Linked DNA regions of Mus musculus: all the other regions are linked to region 1. A link is a contact called in public ChIA-PET and HiChIP or PLAC-seq data. All regions are on one chromosome and are shown on one strand. The core of a region is the stretch at or near the end of the contact, and the rest is flanking DNA. Distances in the headings are between cores, read along the strand shown.

Region 1 (2,657 bases), core at 51-2,550:
GCACGCAGGGGCTTTCTCATATAGCCACAGAAGGACATCTTTGCTGGTCATGGTTGGAGGGCAGCAGGGGAAGGCCAGATTGTGAACATTTTCCAGCTTTAAAAATGGCTCTGGACAAAGCATAAGCCTGGGCATAGCTAGATTAAAGCTAGGCTTGATTGGCCTGCGGCCATTCTCCTCCTCTTGAGAGAGGGGTTAGTGACTCTTTGGAGCTGAGGTCTAACATCCCACCACTTTGAGAAGGAGGTTCTTTCAATGTCCACTTGACTCAGCCTTGATTCTGGAGGTTCTTCCTGAATGCTCCTTCAAAGGCCTATCTTCCCTCCACAGCTTGCTGTTCCTCTTGCTTATATGGAGCTGGGTGTCTCAGATCTCAGGCTGGATTCAAGAACATCCTCAACCCGCTTTCCTGAGGGCAAAGTATGAGCTCAACAGCCTTTGGCAGCACCCATGACAGGTGCATCACAGACCAGCCAAAGACACCGCAATCCTACAGGCAAAGGAACTAGGACAGGGTCCCTCCCTTTCTAGGCTGGGGACTGGTAGAGTGCCTGAGGAGTGAGCCTGAAGATCTGAGTTCTGTCTCCAGCTGAGTGTTGTGGCATGTGCATGCAAAACTAGTGCAGAGGAGGCAGAGGCAGGGGGATTCCTTGGGCTGGCTGGCCAGCTGGTCTAGCTGAATCAGTGAGCTTCAGGTTCCAATGAGGCCCTGGTTCATTATTAACAGCAAATAAAAACAAGTTGGACGTCTTCTGAGCAACAACACTTGATACTTTAGGTTGACTCCTGATCTTTAGATATATATACACACAGAGACACATACATACAAAGAGACATACACACACATACACACACAGACATACACACAGACACACACAGACACGTACACACAGACACACTCACAGACACATATACACTCAGAGACACACACAGAGACATACACACACAGAGACACATACACAGAGACACACACACACTCACAGACACACACAGACACACACACACACACACACACACACACAGTCTGGACTGGAGGCTCCCAGACTCAAGCTCTCATGGAATCAATCTAATGAGCCCCATGAACACAGATGTCTGAGCCTTCCTTCATTTTCCCCACCTTGCAGCTGGCCTACAGCTTTGCAGTGTGAGCAAACTCCTCAGCTGACTCTGATGCGGGAGCTTGGAGCAAGGCTCTGACGCTCAGTGGTTATCAGAGGGAGAAGGAAGCCCTGAGTCTTCCTGGGCTGGCCTGGCTGTGGTGGGACAGAGAATGCTAGTGGTGGGGACTGATATCTCTTCTGCGAGGACGTGGCAGGATGTGGTTGACCTTAGCGTCCTGTGCAATAGGGAGCCAGGGGACTCAGGGAGAGACTTGGCAGCAGGCTCAGCCAGCATGCTTCTGAGTGCTCGATGGGAAATGAGAGGTGAGCAGAGCTCTGCCTTACCTCCCTTATGAGCCTTAAACTGACACTTTACTTCTTGAAGTCTTGGTGCATCAAGGAGTAAGAAAGAGACATTTGCAAGTATGCCAAGAGGAACTTATGAAGTTGCATGTACAAATAGCCATCTCCCTTATGGAGAAGGGCTTCTTTCAGTGGAGTGATAGTCCCTGCCAAAACATCCAAAGGTCAAGAGGTAGAGTCCTGCCTCAAGGTCGGGCATAGCCAACGACTTAGTCCTCCTGGAGTTGGCATGGCCGAAGCTTGCTCAGTTTGCCAACAGTGGGGCTTCCTGGACTCCTTTCTTAGAAAGGCTGAAGGCTTTGGAAAGAGAAGTGTCCTGGCATAAGGTGGCATGGGACAGCCCACTTGAATTTTATCACCATGCTGCTCTCCTTGTTTGTTTCAAGATGCTCAAAGGAAGGAAGCAGGGGCTGTGGAAGACCTCTCATCAGACACAATACTCTTCCTTGGATTTATTTTTCTCTGAGTTTATCAATCAATTGGGAAACCATCTCTGTTACCTATTGTGTAGAGAGCCCTGTGCTATGTGTGGGAAAACGAGAGGTTGGAAATAAGCCACTGGTTGGTCCCTAGTAGAGAGATGCTCAACAGGCCAGTTGGGAAGATAACGTGTGCATGAGAAGTGAGGGGTGGGGAGATAATGGTGATGCTGCTGATGATGCTGATAATGCTGATGGTGCTGATAGTTACAGGAACAGTAAATAGGAAGAATGAAAATGATGGTCCTGATATTCTCCCACATGCGTGCATGCGGCTACCCAGTCCACAGAGCATGCTTGTCACCAGTATCTTACTTGATGTTCAAAAGTTTAAAAAAAAGGAGGGGGTAGGGTGTTGGGGAGATGGCTTAGCCCGCCATTAAAACCAGGCATGATGGTGAGCACCTGTAATCCCAGAGCTGGGGACGCAGAGACAGCAAGATCCTTAGGAATCACTGTCCTCCTTGCAGAACTGGTAAGCCTCAGTTTCAGGGGAAATCATGTCTCAAAAAACAAGATGGAGAGCGGTAGAGGAAGACACGTCTGATGTCAACCTACATGTGCATGCACACACATGTACTTGGGCTTTCATATCATGAGCATACACACACACACACACACACACACACACACACACACACACACACTTTTTAAAAAAAAAAAACAACTGAGTCGTAATTGTACTGAAGGCCAATCTATCTCTGAGATGAAGAAC
Region 2 (2,657 bases), core at 53-2,552, 770 kb after region 1:
GTCTGTAACCCCAAGCACACTATGGTAAGAAGCGGGGCGGGGACAGGGGGAGACAAAGCTTGCTGATCAGCCAGATGAATTGGTGATATCCAAAGAGGTCATTTCTCAAAAATAGAAGCTGGGAAGCACCTAAGGCATACACCCACCTACAGATAAATAATAAATAAACAAAATAAATAATTAAACAAACAAACATTAGGATGGCTCGGCAGGACTATCTAGCTGAGAAGGCCTCAGATGGTACTGGCTACTGGCTGCGCGCCTCAGTTCCCCCACACAGCTCTTGAGTGAGACAGTTGGAAGGGGTTTGTTTACATCCCAGAGGAAGGGTGTTCAGGGAGCATAAGGGAAGCTGAAATACACTAAGAGTAAGACTCAAAAGCCAGTATGATACACTGCCTTGGTCAAAGCAAGTCAGGAAGACACAGTGGCTTCCAGAGGTGAGCGGTGCAGACACGCCTTCCATCAGAGGCTGGGAAGGGCTGTAGGCACAGCAAAGGGGAAAGAGCGGGGATGGGCAACAGTGAAGTAAGAGCCTCAGCTATAATTTAGTGAGTGGGATGCCTGTTGAATACTGTTGGAAAGCCACCTGTGGAGTGAGTTTCAGGGACAGGAGACAGGAGTTAGAAGAGAGTGAGGCAGAGATGCAGTCAGATCCAAAGGCAGACCCACCAGGAGCACAGGCACTTAAAAGCCCTTCAGGGCTATCCTGGAATACAAGCAGCTTACAATACATTATGTAGACCAGGCCATTCCCACTACAGTCCTCTGTTATCTACTGTGAACACCCAAGACTGTGCATCGAGTCTAACCCAGGCAGCCAGGAGTTAATGCTTCTGGAAGCTTCTCACTGCCATTCAGAGTTGGAGAATTGGGTAATCGCTTCCTTTCCCTTTGCTGGGGGACACTGAAGTGTGCTCTAGGGGATCTCCCTGAGATTCCCCAGTGGGTTAAGCTTTGGTTGCTCCCAGCAGCAGCCTGCAGGATAACACACACACACTGTGTCAGGCAGGTTCTTTTATTTTGTGCCTCAGTTCACTACCTACTGTAATTGTAAGATCAGTTCTCAAAAACTCCTTTGCATCTGTGTGTATATGTCCATATTCACGTGGGGCAGGGGGAGGGAGGAGAGAGAGAAAACAACCTCAGGCATCATTCCTCAGGACTGATACTCTGTCGTTTTTGAAACAGGGTCTCTCACTGGTCTGGTTGGACAGTGAGCCCCCAGAGTCCCTTATCTCCACTTCTGGTGTGCAATGTTATATCTGGCTTACAAAGGCTCTGCGGCTGAAACTCTGGTCCCCGTGTTTACAGAGAGAGCACTGTGTATCCATTGAGTCACCTCTCCTTTAACACTCCTACTCTTTCCCAACCCTTATCGTGCCCACATTCTTTTCTTGGCATCTATGTCTGGTGAGACTCAAACAAAGACAGTGTGAGAGTCATGAAAGTAGATTCTAGAAACCCAGAGACACAGGGCAGACCAGTGGACAGGAATATCTTCCGAACCAAACTCACTTTCAGGAGTAAAGCTGTGTCCACTTGCAAAAGCGTGCATCACATCTGGGCTTGTATCACATCTGGGCTTGCCAATGGTTGGCCATCCCTTGTAGGAGGAGGGGCAGAGAGGACACAGCCCTTTCTCTAACCAGTTATGCACAATTCTGTCCTGATTGCACATGACCTCAGGAAAAGGCAAGAAGTCTACAGGCTGGGAGGGACTAGGGACAGGCTCAATCTGCATCTCCGTGTAGGAGTTACCATGCCTGCTGGGTGCAGACTTTCCAGTGTGGCAGCTTTAAGGCCACTCGTGCTGCCCATAACCCTTTATTTACTGATCTGTTAGTAATCCTAATAAACTTGTTGGTTTCTCAGAGTGAACTTGGGCTGAGTCATACCTATTTGTTATTAGGGCCTTTTGAAGAGGGGATGTACATAGGATGTGTTGCCTAGTCCTCCCAACCCCCACAAGGAAATCCTCATAACAAATAGCCATGTAATTCCCCCAGGCTGGGGAGCCAGACAGACTGTGTTTGAATCTGCCTCACTAGTATGCAAATATTTAATGCTAACATTACTGCTATTTATAGACTCAAGAAAGAGGCTCAGGAGAAGCAGAGCTGGGAACTCTAGAAAAGGAAGATAGTTCCAGAAGGATGGGGGATGTCTTCCAATTATGAGAAGACAGAAATAAGTCATTTTACAGAAGCAATTGCAGAGATCCTGTGTTTTCCCATGATGCTTCAGGGGAGTCAAGGTTTTTGTTTTGTTTTTAAAGGACAGAGGGCAAGAGATCCAGCCAAAAGAGATAGAGAACCAAGTTCCCCACCCTCAGCCTGTAAGGTGAGTGATGGAGTGGCCAAATCCCAGAATGTGCTGTGGCTTGTAAATTCCCGAGGACAATAGAAAGGGCTTTGTTAGGATGTGTTCCAACACAGCCAAGAATGAGGGAAGAGCGTGCCAGTGCTGAGGCAGAGAGAGCCGAGCATCTGTCTGACCTCTGTCTTCTTCCTCAGGTGAATTGGCTGAGAACACAAAAGGTGAAGACAGGCAGAGTCAAGAAGAAATCAACACTAGATTAAGGGGCCTAACAGGCTTCCTGGCTGAACAAGGTCACCAGCCAGAAACAGCAGCAGCCAGCAAGGCCTTGGCTCCTA
Region 3 (2,657 bases), core at 61-2,560, 670 kb after region 1:
CACACACACGCACACACACCACACCTGCCTGCACGCACGCAGGTTCCCACTGCAGAACACTCTTAGGCTAGGAACATGGCAGGTGTATGAACTCCCTGTGGGAGGTGCTGGGAAGGAGGATAACATCCTTGCAGGCCTCTTCCCCGCCCCTCCCTCCTTCCCCAGCCTGGTGCATCTCCTTGACTCCTCAGCCTCAGCATCAAAGATTCATCAAAGCTGAGACCCAGCAAAGCGTGTGCTTCACATCTTTAAACGCGCTTCTTCCCAATGAAAAATTCAGTGGAAAAGGCAGGAAATTGAAGGGGGTTCAAAGAGGAATCAGAGAGGGAAGGGAGGCTTCAGAAAGGAACCGGGGGCGGGGGGGGGGGGAGATGAGCAGCTCTCTCTGTTATGGCGGCACTGAAGCCACAGTACATTTACCAAGCATCTGCCTCACTTGAGGCACAGGGCAGGCACACAAGTGGGTCCTTCATATGGCAGCATGGGCGGAGGAGCACCGTGCAATTCTGGGAAAGCCATTCCGAGATCACAGAGACGGTTCTGCAGAAGAAACAGATTGGCTCCTGGGTATGGGGAGTGTAGAGTTCAGGAGGTGTGAGCCTCAAACATTCTAGAGTCTAGATTACTCATGTCCGCACCGGAGTTTAGTGCCTGCCCTTTCTATCACCTGGTAAAGGAGGAACATGCTGTGTGTGTGTGTGTGTGTGTGTGTGTGTGTGTGTGTGTGTGTGTGTATGAGAGAGAGAGAGAGAGAGAGAGAGAGAGAGAGAGAGAGAGAGAGAGAGAGAAATATATATAGACAGACAGACAGAGAAAGAGACAGATACAGAAAGAAATAGGGAGGGACAGAGAGGCTGAGAGACAGAGAGAACTGAGGCATGCATGCATGCACACGCACGCACACGCACACACACACAGAGACGGAGAGACAGAGAGGCAGAACAGAAACTGAGAGAGATCTGGTGTTGTGGGAATCAGAGCAGGGATCATTTCCAGCAGGAAACTGGGGTACCCTTACTAGAGAAGAAAACAGTGTTCCACATAATAGAAGACGAGCAAGCATTCAGGAGAGGAGGCAGGCCACCTGACATATGAACAGAGACCATGCAGCTAAGGTGCCCAGACCTCCTGGCAAAGGGCAATGTATGTCTGGCCTGTAGGGGGAGCTGGCTCCAGGGAACAGGAGGACGACTAGACTCGGATGACGCCATCGAACCACCCCCACCCCAACCCCCATCAAGGAAGGCCATGTGTCTGCAGGGGTTGAGGGAGCTCGGGTGCTTGTTCATCTCAACCCTCAGTGACTTGTCACCTATTATGAGTCATAGCTGCCCTCAAACCTCAGTTTCCTGATCTGCAAATGAAGATACCAGTCAGTCATCTAAAACTTCCTCTTCTGGCTCATTTGATTCTGGCAGCTTGGTTCTGTTGCCCATGTGAGGGAGGGGCAGGAAGCTCAGAACGACAAGATCTAACCATGGCTTCCCCATTCTCCCAAAGGGCACCCCATCACTACCCACAGCCCCCTCATGTCAAACCAGTCTCTGGTTACCAGTATCCTGTGGATGGAGGAGCCTCAGACATATGCCAGGAAGCTGTCCTAGGTCCCAGGCTCCTCCTTTCTCTATGCTGGAACATCATCCACTCTGGCCCTGCAGATGAGCAGGAAATGTCCATGCCTAAGGTAGGCAACCCAAGAGCCCTCACCAACCTGGGGTTGAGCTCAGATTCACAGGCTGCGGACCTCACCCTACTCTCTACTGGCAACGTTCAAGGTCAGACGGAACCTGATGGTAAATTTCCACATCCTGGCCAGACCTAGTGGCCCTTGAGAAGAAACCAGAGCAGAACTTACTTGTGAAATAGCAACTGACACCTAGGTAGAGTTGGCAGGTGTCAGCTGCTATGTGATATACCTACCTCCCACCCCCTACCTCCACCCCCACCCCCACTCTTCTGTGGGAAGCATGCTGACTGCCCAGCTCAGCTCTGGTACAGCACAGCAAAGTGGCTTGTGGCTTGGGCTTTGGGGTCAGAGGTGTGGTTGGGATTGCCAGCTCAACAGTTTGCTAGCTAGATGATGTTAACCTTAAATGGCTTTTCTTGTCTTTGCTGAGCCTCAGTGTTCCCACCTGTAAGACTGGAGTATGACCGTAAAGATCAAATGTGACCATGATCTTACAGAACAGGGTTCTAATAGCCATCAGCTGATAGTAGAATTGTTGCTGAGGCAGCTCAGCAGTTTGTAGCTAACCAACCAAGTGGGCTGGTTCAACTTGACTCCTTGAAGCTGTGTGGCTGGCCCCACCCAGAGTTTCAAAGCTTGATGATTCCACAGTGCCCTCTTCCTGCTTAGTGGGGCCATTACCACCATCAACGCCGTCCTGAAGATAGCAAGCCTTCCATTTCTGCCCTCTGCAGTCCTGGCCCTAGAACATGGCTCCCAAAATACAATACCACAACACTATCAACAGATGGCCCCTCCCTGAAGGTGTTGAGGTTGTCAAGGGTCTCCCTCCTCCCCCCTCCCTCATCTGTCTGTCTCTCTCTGTCTCTGTCTCTCTCTGTCTCTGTGTGTGTATCTGTCTGTCTCTCCCTCTGTCTCTCTGTCTCTCTCTCTTTCACACACACACACACACACACACACACACACACAC
Region 4 (2,657 bases), core at 78-2,577, 640 kb after region 1:
CCTGAGACTGGGGTTATGGATAATGGTGGGTGCTTGTCTTAGTGTTTCATTGCTGTGAAGAGACACCATGGCCACAGCAAGTCTTGTAAAGGAAGACTCCGGAATTGGGGCTGGCTTAGAGTTTCAGAGGTTTAGTCCATTATCGTCATGGTGGGAAGCATGGCAGTGTGCAGGCAGACACGGTGCTGCAGGCAGCAAGGAGAGACTATGTGCCACACAGCATAGTGTGAGCATATAAGCCCTCAAAGCTCATCTCCACAGGAACATACTTTCTACAAAAGCTCACACCTACCCCAACAAGGCCACGCTTCCTGATAGTGACACTCCCTATGACCAAGCACTCAAACACATGAGTCCATAGAGGCCATTCCTATTCAAACCACCACAGTGTTGGAACTGAACCCGAGTCCTTGACCAAGCACCAATTCATTGCAGTTATTTTCACCATCAAGTACTTTTGCTTTACCATCCTAAGTGTCTTCGGACCCAAGCCCCTGACCGTGTTACAGTTACATTGAATTCGTCATTCCCCACATGGTTCTCTGCACCCTCTGGCACCTGCTGCTCCCTCCACCCCATCCCTCTTCCCACTCAGATTCCACCCTTGCCGGCCTTAGAGACATTGCCTAGATGCCCAGTCTATGGCTATCCATGCAACCCTGGGTCCCAGTGCCGATTTATGGTGGATGTCATGCTGAGATGGTACCCGTGAATGACCCAACAGAGATGGGGTCCCAGTTCCCTGAGAGCAGAGACATATCTCTCCACACACGTGTACACACCACACTAGCAGTGCCTGTGCCTGCACACATACACAGACACACATGGACAGATTCACCTTCCTGTCTCTGGAGCAGAAGGACACTTGGTTCTGCCTTCAGGAAGGGCCATCAGACACCCGCAGACAGACTTTCCCCTGTGTGTGTGTGGCTCCAAACCTAGGCTGTGTTTCTGAAGCAGAAAGTGAGAAGAAACTACCCTTGTGATTGGGAGCCCTCAGGCCACGGCCACTGTGTGTCATCTAAAGGAGAACTGAAACTCAGAGTCCCAAATAGAGAAAAGAGAAGCAACGCGGCCAAGCCTGCCCATCCCCTCAGCACAGCAAAGTAAATCCAGTGGTTTGCTCCTTTTTTTTTTTTTTTTTTTTTTTTTCTGCTGTGCTAGCTGTAGGGCTGTAGGATGAGCAAGCCAGAAAGTTCACTGGGGTAATCCCAACACAGGTCACTGGCCTCTGTCTGGTGACTTCAACAGGATCTCATAACTACTCCCCAACCCCTGGCATCCCTCTCCTGGCCTTTGCTTCCCTCTGCTAGGTCCAAGTCAAAACAGTTCCCCTACTAGAGGCCTGGCCCAGCCAGCCCATCACCAGAGCATAGGGCACAGGCCAGAACCAGAGCTTGCGACATGATTCACTTTGTCTGTGGACAGATTGATGCAACTGTGGGTGAGAAGTCGTTCTTCAAATGGAAAAAAAAAAAAACCTGGCTACAATGCAGGGAAAGGTGGGGCTGGGGCTGTATCGGAGCTGCAGGGGCAAAGCTCCACAGTCTCCCCCCACCCCCCCACCCCCTACACACCCCCATCCCAGGCTTGGGCTTTCAAAAGCAACCCTGCTGAGGAGTGTGTATCTTCTACCTAGAAAGATACATTGGGTGAAGAAGGAAAAAGCTCTTGGGTAAAGGGCCCCAGCAGAATGGAGCTCTCTCCCTGGGCAGCCAGCATGTGGCTACACATGATTCTGTTTTTAAATTAGCGCATAATGTGTTAGAAGCCAGTAGGATATCTTCTAACAAAGTGTGAGTCCCTTCCCCTCCCAACCACACTAGCAGTTCCTCTTCCTCCCTTGTGGCTGCCTCTGATCTCTTTCCCCTTTCAAGCGCCAAGTGTCCTGACCCCCGTCCTTTCTCATTACCTAATATTACTTCTCTTGGCCGTCTCTCTAGACTTTTAGATTTTACCCATGCGAATGCCTGTGCATATGTTCACATATGAAGGAAAATGTGTTTTCTGTCTAAGTTTGGGTTTAGCATTGTTTAGCGTTATACTTCCCAGATCCATCCATTTTCCTGAAAATTCTGTGACATCATTTTTCTTCACCACTGCATACTATTTCATCATGTATATGTGCCAGATCCCCATTATCCACTCATCGGTTGATGGACGCATAGGCTGGTCACGTTTCCCTGTTATTGTGAACATAGCAATGGTATGCACATAGGCATGCACACGAGTGTGCAAATGTCTCTGTGGTAGGATATGGAGTGCTTTGGAGTCTAGGAATGCTAGAGCCAGGACACATGATTGTTTTATTTTTAATGTCTGGGGTTTTTTTTTGTTTTTTGAGAAAACTCCAAACTGGTTTGCACAATGGTTGTGCTGACTTGCACTCCTGCCAAGAGTAATGAAGGACCCTTCCCTTCCTCTCCAACCTTTGGGGTCAGATTTCTTAATGGTATCCCTTCTGACTGATGTGAGCAGGTGTCTCAAAGAAGGGCTTTTTTCTTTCAAGATTTTTTTTTGTTTGTTTGTTTGTTTGTATGAGTATTTTGCCTGCATGGATGTATATGTACCACATGGGTGCAGTGCCCGTGGAGGCCAGAAGAGGGCGTTGGATCCCCTGAAACTGGAGCTGTACTCCATTGTGAACTGCCGTCTGG
Region 5 (2,657 bases), core at 78-2,577, 590 kb after region 1:
GCCTGTCGCTGCACCACTGAGGTGTTGGCTGTGCCATCAGGCTCCCCTTTTTGGAGCTGAGCACCTCCTGTTAGCCTGGGAGCCCTGCCTTTTTAAGTACAGTGGTTAAATGGGAGTAGTACATTGGTAGAAAGAGCTCAGTGGGAGACATCAGGATCTGAGAGACCATTGACAAGACTGTCTGAATCCCTTCCCTCTCTTGAAAACTCACCATACATTTGTTTGTTTGTTTGTTTGTTTGTTTGTTTGAAGCAAAATACTTTTCAACACCTGTGCTTCCAGAGTTCTAAATCAGCATGTGGATTTTGGGGGTGGCAGGGTGTGTGTGACAATGGTGACCATGGGTATGGCAGGTGGCATCCTAGGATCTGTTGGGTCTCTCTGTTCTCTCCCCAGATGGGGTTCCCCCCGGCTTCAGCTCAGTGCTGGCACCTAGAGATGCCAGGTGGAATCCCAATACTTTTCCTGGCAGGAGCAGCCTGGGCCCAGACACTTTGCACCTTGTTCCTGGCGGGAGAGAAAGATTCTCGCTTCCCCTTCTAGAAGCCTCCATTCCTTCCCCGTGTACACAGTGTGTCAGCCTGTCCCAAGCTGGCGAAAATCAGCAGCGTCATTATCCCTCTGTTGAGGGCTGCACACCCTATTCATGCCACTTAAGACACTAGATAAACGGCTTCTTCATTCCATAATGAAAGGAATATTTCATTTTTGCAGAGCTGGGGAGCCATTTATGGAGCGTAGGAAAACATTTATCCTGTGTTTTGGTAATAAACTGATCTGGAAGTTGGTTCTTTAGGCAGTGGCTGGGGTGTGATTCAGTGTTCTCTGAAGCTGGTGTGGGTAGGAATGGAGGAGTGTGGGGCGTGAAGTGTGGGGAGACACAAGGCCCCCAAACACCCTTTTTACTTACTGAGTTAACTTGTTGGAGACAATCCTATTGGGTGCCTGTCATTGTTATTCCAAGTTCACAGCTGGGTAAACTGAGGCAAGGAAAGGCTTTGGAACTTTCTCCAGTGGTAGGGCCAGCATCTGGTAGAGTTGTACATGAAAATACAAGCAGTCTGCCTCCAGAACTCACTTTCTTAAATACTGCCAGGGATTTGTTCTTAGCCTAAGAAAAGTCTAGAACATAGAATATACCAAGAGGAGATGAAGGGAGGGGTGTAGTTTATATAAAACCGGGAGCATGCTCCATCTTGGTATCTACTTTGTTTTGCTACAAAGGCTGTGGGTCTCCAGAGACAGGACGTGAGGGCCTTGCCTCAGGGTCCCTTTAGCTCCCTGGGAGGACACCTGCAGTCCTGGCCTCTGCTGCTCTAGACTGTCACTGTGGCCCTGCACAGGGCTTTGCTAGCAGCCCCTACTTGTGAGCTTTATGGGGGACTGGCAGACCAGAAATGCAAACCTCAACCCATTCCCCCCAGTCCCGAGGCTTCCTGCAGTTTCTGCTTCATCGCCCTCCTTTCTGCCACTCCTTGCCAGCGGTCAGACCTCACCTGCCCTATCCAGAAGCAAGAGCTGTTCCCAGGAAGAACCAGAAATGGCTTGGATGAACATTTAGTGACATCTCATTCCTGCCAAAAACAGACAAGCAGAGAAATGTTGTAAAATCACAATAACGTGCCCTTCCTTATTAAACCCCAGGCCTGCCATCTGCTGCAGAGACAGAATAACAAGACAAACAAAACAAAATAATGCCCAAAGAGGCAAAAGCAACACACATATATCCTCAACACACACACACACACACACGACAGACAGACAGACAGACAGACAGACAGACAGACAGATGCAGTAATAACACTGAGCTCACAGAGTTCATCTTTCTGGCTGTTCCCATGGTTCTAGCATAGTCTAGAAGAATGGAGAGTTGATTCCTCCCCAGTCAGAGGCCCTGGGCCTCAGTCCCACTCATATCCCTGCAGTTTCTTGTGTAAGTCATTTCCTCCCCTTCCCTAGGCCTTTAGATAGTAATGAGGTTTCCGAGCTGATGTTGGCACTCAGGCTTGCATGTTGTGCTGGTTGTTTGTTGTTGTTTGGTTGGTTGGTTTGGTTTTTTGTTTGTTTGTTTGTTTGGGTTGACACAAGCTACCGTCATCAGGGAAAGAGGGCACCTCAACGGAGAAAATGCCTCTCTAAGGATGGCCTAGAAGCAATGTGAGGCATTTTCTTAATGATTGATGCGTGAGGGCTGGGCTCCCGGTGGGTGGTGCCACCCCTGCATAGGTCGTCCTGAGTAGTATAAGAAGAGCAAGCTGAGGAGGGAGCGACAGAGGAAGAGCAAGCCTGTAAGCATCATTCCACCGTTCTTGCCTTGACGGTGTGAATGGACAGTTATGGAGACACGTGAGCCAAGCAAACTCTTTCCTCCCCAGGTTGCTTTGAGTCAATGTTTTATCAGAGCAATGGAAGGCAAATGAGAACACATGCCTGTGAAGGGCAGAGGACAGTGTGTGTGTGTGTGTGTGTGTGTGTGTGTGTGTGTGTGTGTGTACACCAGTGTGCACAGCAGTGGTCAGCCCACATGTCCTCCTCACTCACGTTGCATCTTATGTTTTGAGGCAGGCTCTTTCTGAATCTGAAGCTCTTGTTCAGCTAAACTGGCTGAGCAGCAAGTCCCAGGAATCCTCCTGCCTCCACCTTTCCAGTGCTGGTAA

What was found. ChIA-PET counts read pairs in DNA pulled down with a chosen protein or histone mark. HiChIP or PLAC-seq counts read pairs in DNA pulled down with a chosen protein or histone mark.
Region 2: an HNF4G HiChIP or PLAC-seq map of pancreatic cancer cells shows a contact between it and region 1. The contact joins two enhancer-like sites. A contact is called at or near these places in 1 of 15 datasets of contacts at CTCF or cohesin (pro-B cells), 1 of 484 Hi-C or Micro-C datasets (bone marrow-derived macrophages), 4 of 115 datasets of contacts at active chromatin or transcription factors (embryonic stem cells, large pre-B cells and pancreatic cancer cells) and 1 of 9 other capture datasets (embryonic stem cells).
Region 3: a contact with region 1 is called in an RNA polymerase II ChIA-PET map of effector CD8 T cells, with 11 read pairs. The contact joins two enhancer-like sites. A contact is called at or near these places in 1 of 15 datasets of contacts at CTCF or cohesin (the NIH/3T3 cell line), 8 of 484 Hi-C or Micro-C datasets (the G1E-ER4 cell line, LSK cells, bone marrow-derived macrophages and 4 more), 5 of 115 datasets of contacts at active chromatin or transcription factors (CD8 T cells, acute myeloid leukemia, effector CD8 T cells and 2 more) and 1 of 9 other capture datasets (embryonic stem cells).
Region 4: a contact with region 1 is called in an H3K4me3 HiChIP or PLAC-seq map of the 230-238 cell line, with 6 times the contacts expected there. The contact joins two enhancer-like sites. A contact is called at or near these places in 2 of 15 datasets of contacts at CTCF or cohesin (large pre-B cells and pro-B cells), 6 of 484 Hi-C or Micro-C datasets (Th1 cells, bone marrow-derived macrophages, embryonic fibroblasts and 3 more), 14 of 115 datasets of contacts at active chromatin or transcription factors (the 230-238 cell line, the NIH/3T3 cell line, Th17 cells and 9 more) and 1 of 9 other capture datasets (embryonic stem cells).
Region 5: an H3K27ac HiChIP or PLAC-seq map of large pre-B cells shows a contact between it and region 1, with 5 times the contacts expected there. The contact joins two enhancer-like sites. A contact is called at or near these places in 1 of 484 Hi-C or Micro-C datasets (bone marrow-derived macrophages) and 5 of 115 datasets of contacts at active chromatin or transcription factors (embryonic stem cells and large pre-B cells).

The regions. Positions count from the first base shown.
Region 1 is chr9:61,664,929-61,667,585 of GRCm38.p6, reverse strand. No RefSeq gene overlaps it. Among named protein-coding and RNA genes, the nearest start is that of Gm34770, 4.9 kb to the right of the region's middle. Within about 2 kb of position 1,300, at least 93 of the 459 cell types and tissues checked have an H3K27ac peak or open chromatin away from gene starts, as enhancers often do. A contact at or near this core is called in the 230-238 cell line, CD8 T cells, the G1E-ER4 cell line and 6 more, where this site is marked.
Region 2 is chr9:60,899,341-60,901,997 of GRCm38.p6, reverse strand. No RefSeq gene overlaps it. Among named protein-coding and RNA genes, the nearest start is that of Gm33643, 32 kb to the right of the region's middle. Within about 2 kb of position 1,302, at least 38 of the 459 cell types and tissues checked have an H3K27ac peak or open chromatin away from gene starts, as enhancers often do. A contact at or near this core is called in pancreatic cancer cells, where this site is marked.
Region 3 is chr9:60,997,949-61,000,605 of GRCm38.p6, reverse strand. All of the region lies in intron 1 of Gm51680 (a long non-coding RNA gene), which reads left to right. Among named protein-coding and RNA genes, the nearest start is that of Gm5122, 18 kb to the left of the region's middle. Within about 2 kb of position 1,310, at least 126 of the 459 cell types and tissues checked have an H3K27ac peak or open chromatin away from gene starts, as enhancers often do. A contact at or near this core is called in CD8 T cells, the G1E-ER4 cell line, effector CD8 T cells and 3 more, where this site is marked.
Region 4 is chr9:61,021,186-61,023,842 of GRCm38.p6, reverse strand. The region is part of intron 1 of Gm51680 (a long non-coding RNA gene); the gene reads left to right. Among named protein-coding and RNA genes, the nearest start is that of Gm5122, 5.4 kb to the right of the region's middle. Within about 2 kb of position 1,327, at least 83 of the 459 cell types and tissues checked have an H3K27ac peak or open chromatin away from gene starts, as enhancers often do. A contact at or near this core is called in the 230-238 cell line and Th17 cells, where this site is marked.
Region 5 is chr9:61,073,996-61,076,652 of GRCm38.p6, reverse strand. No RefSeq gene overlaps it. Among named protein-coding and RNA genes, the nearest start is that of Gm34004, 6.6 kb to the left of the region's middle. Within about 2 kb of position 1,327, at least 7 of the 459 cell types and tissues checked have an H3K27ac peak or open chromatin away from gene starts, as enhancers often do.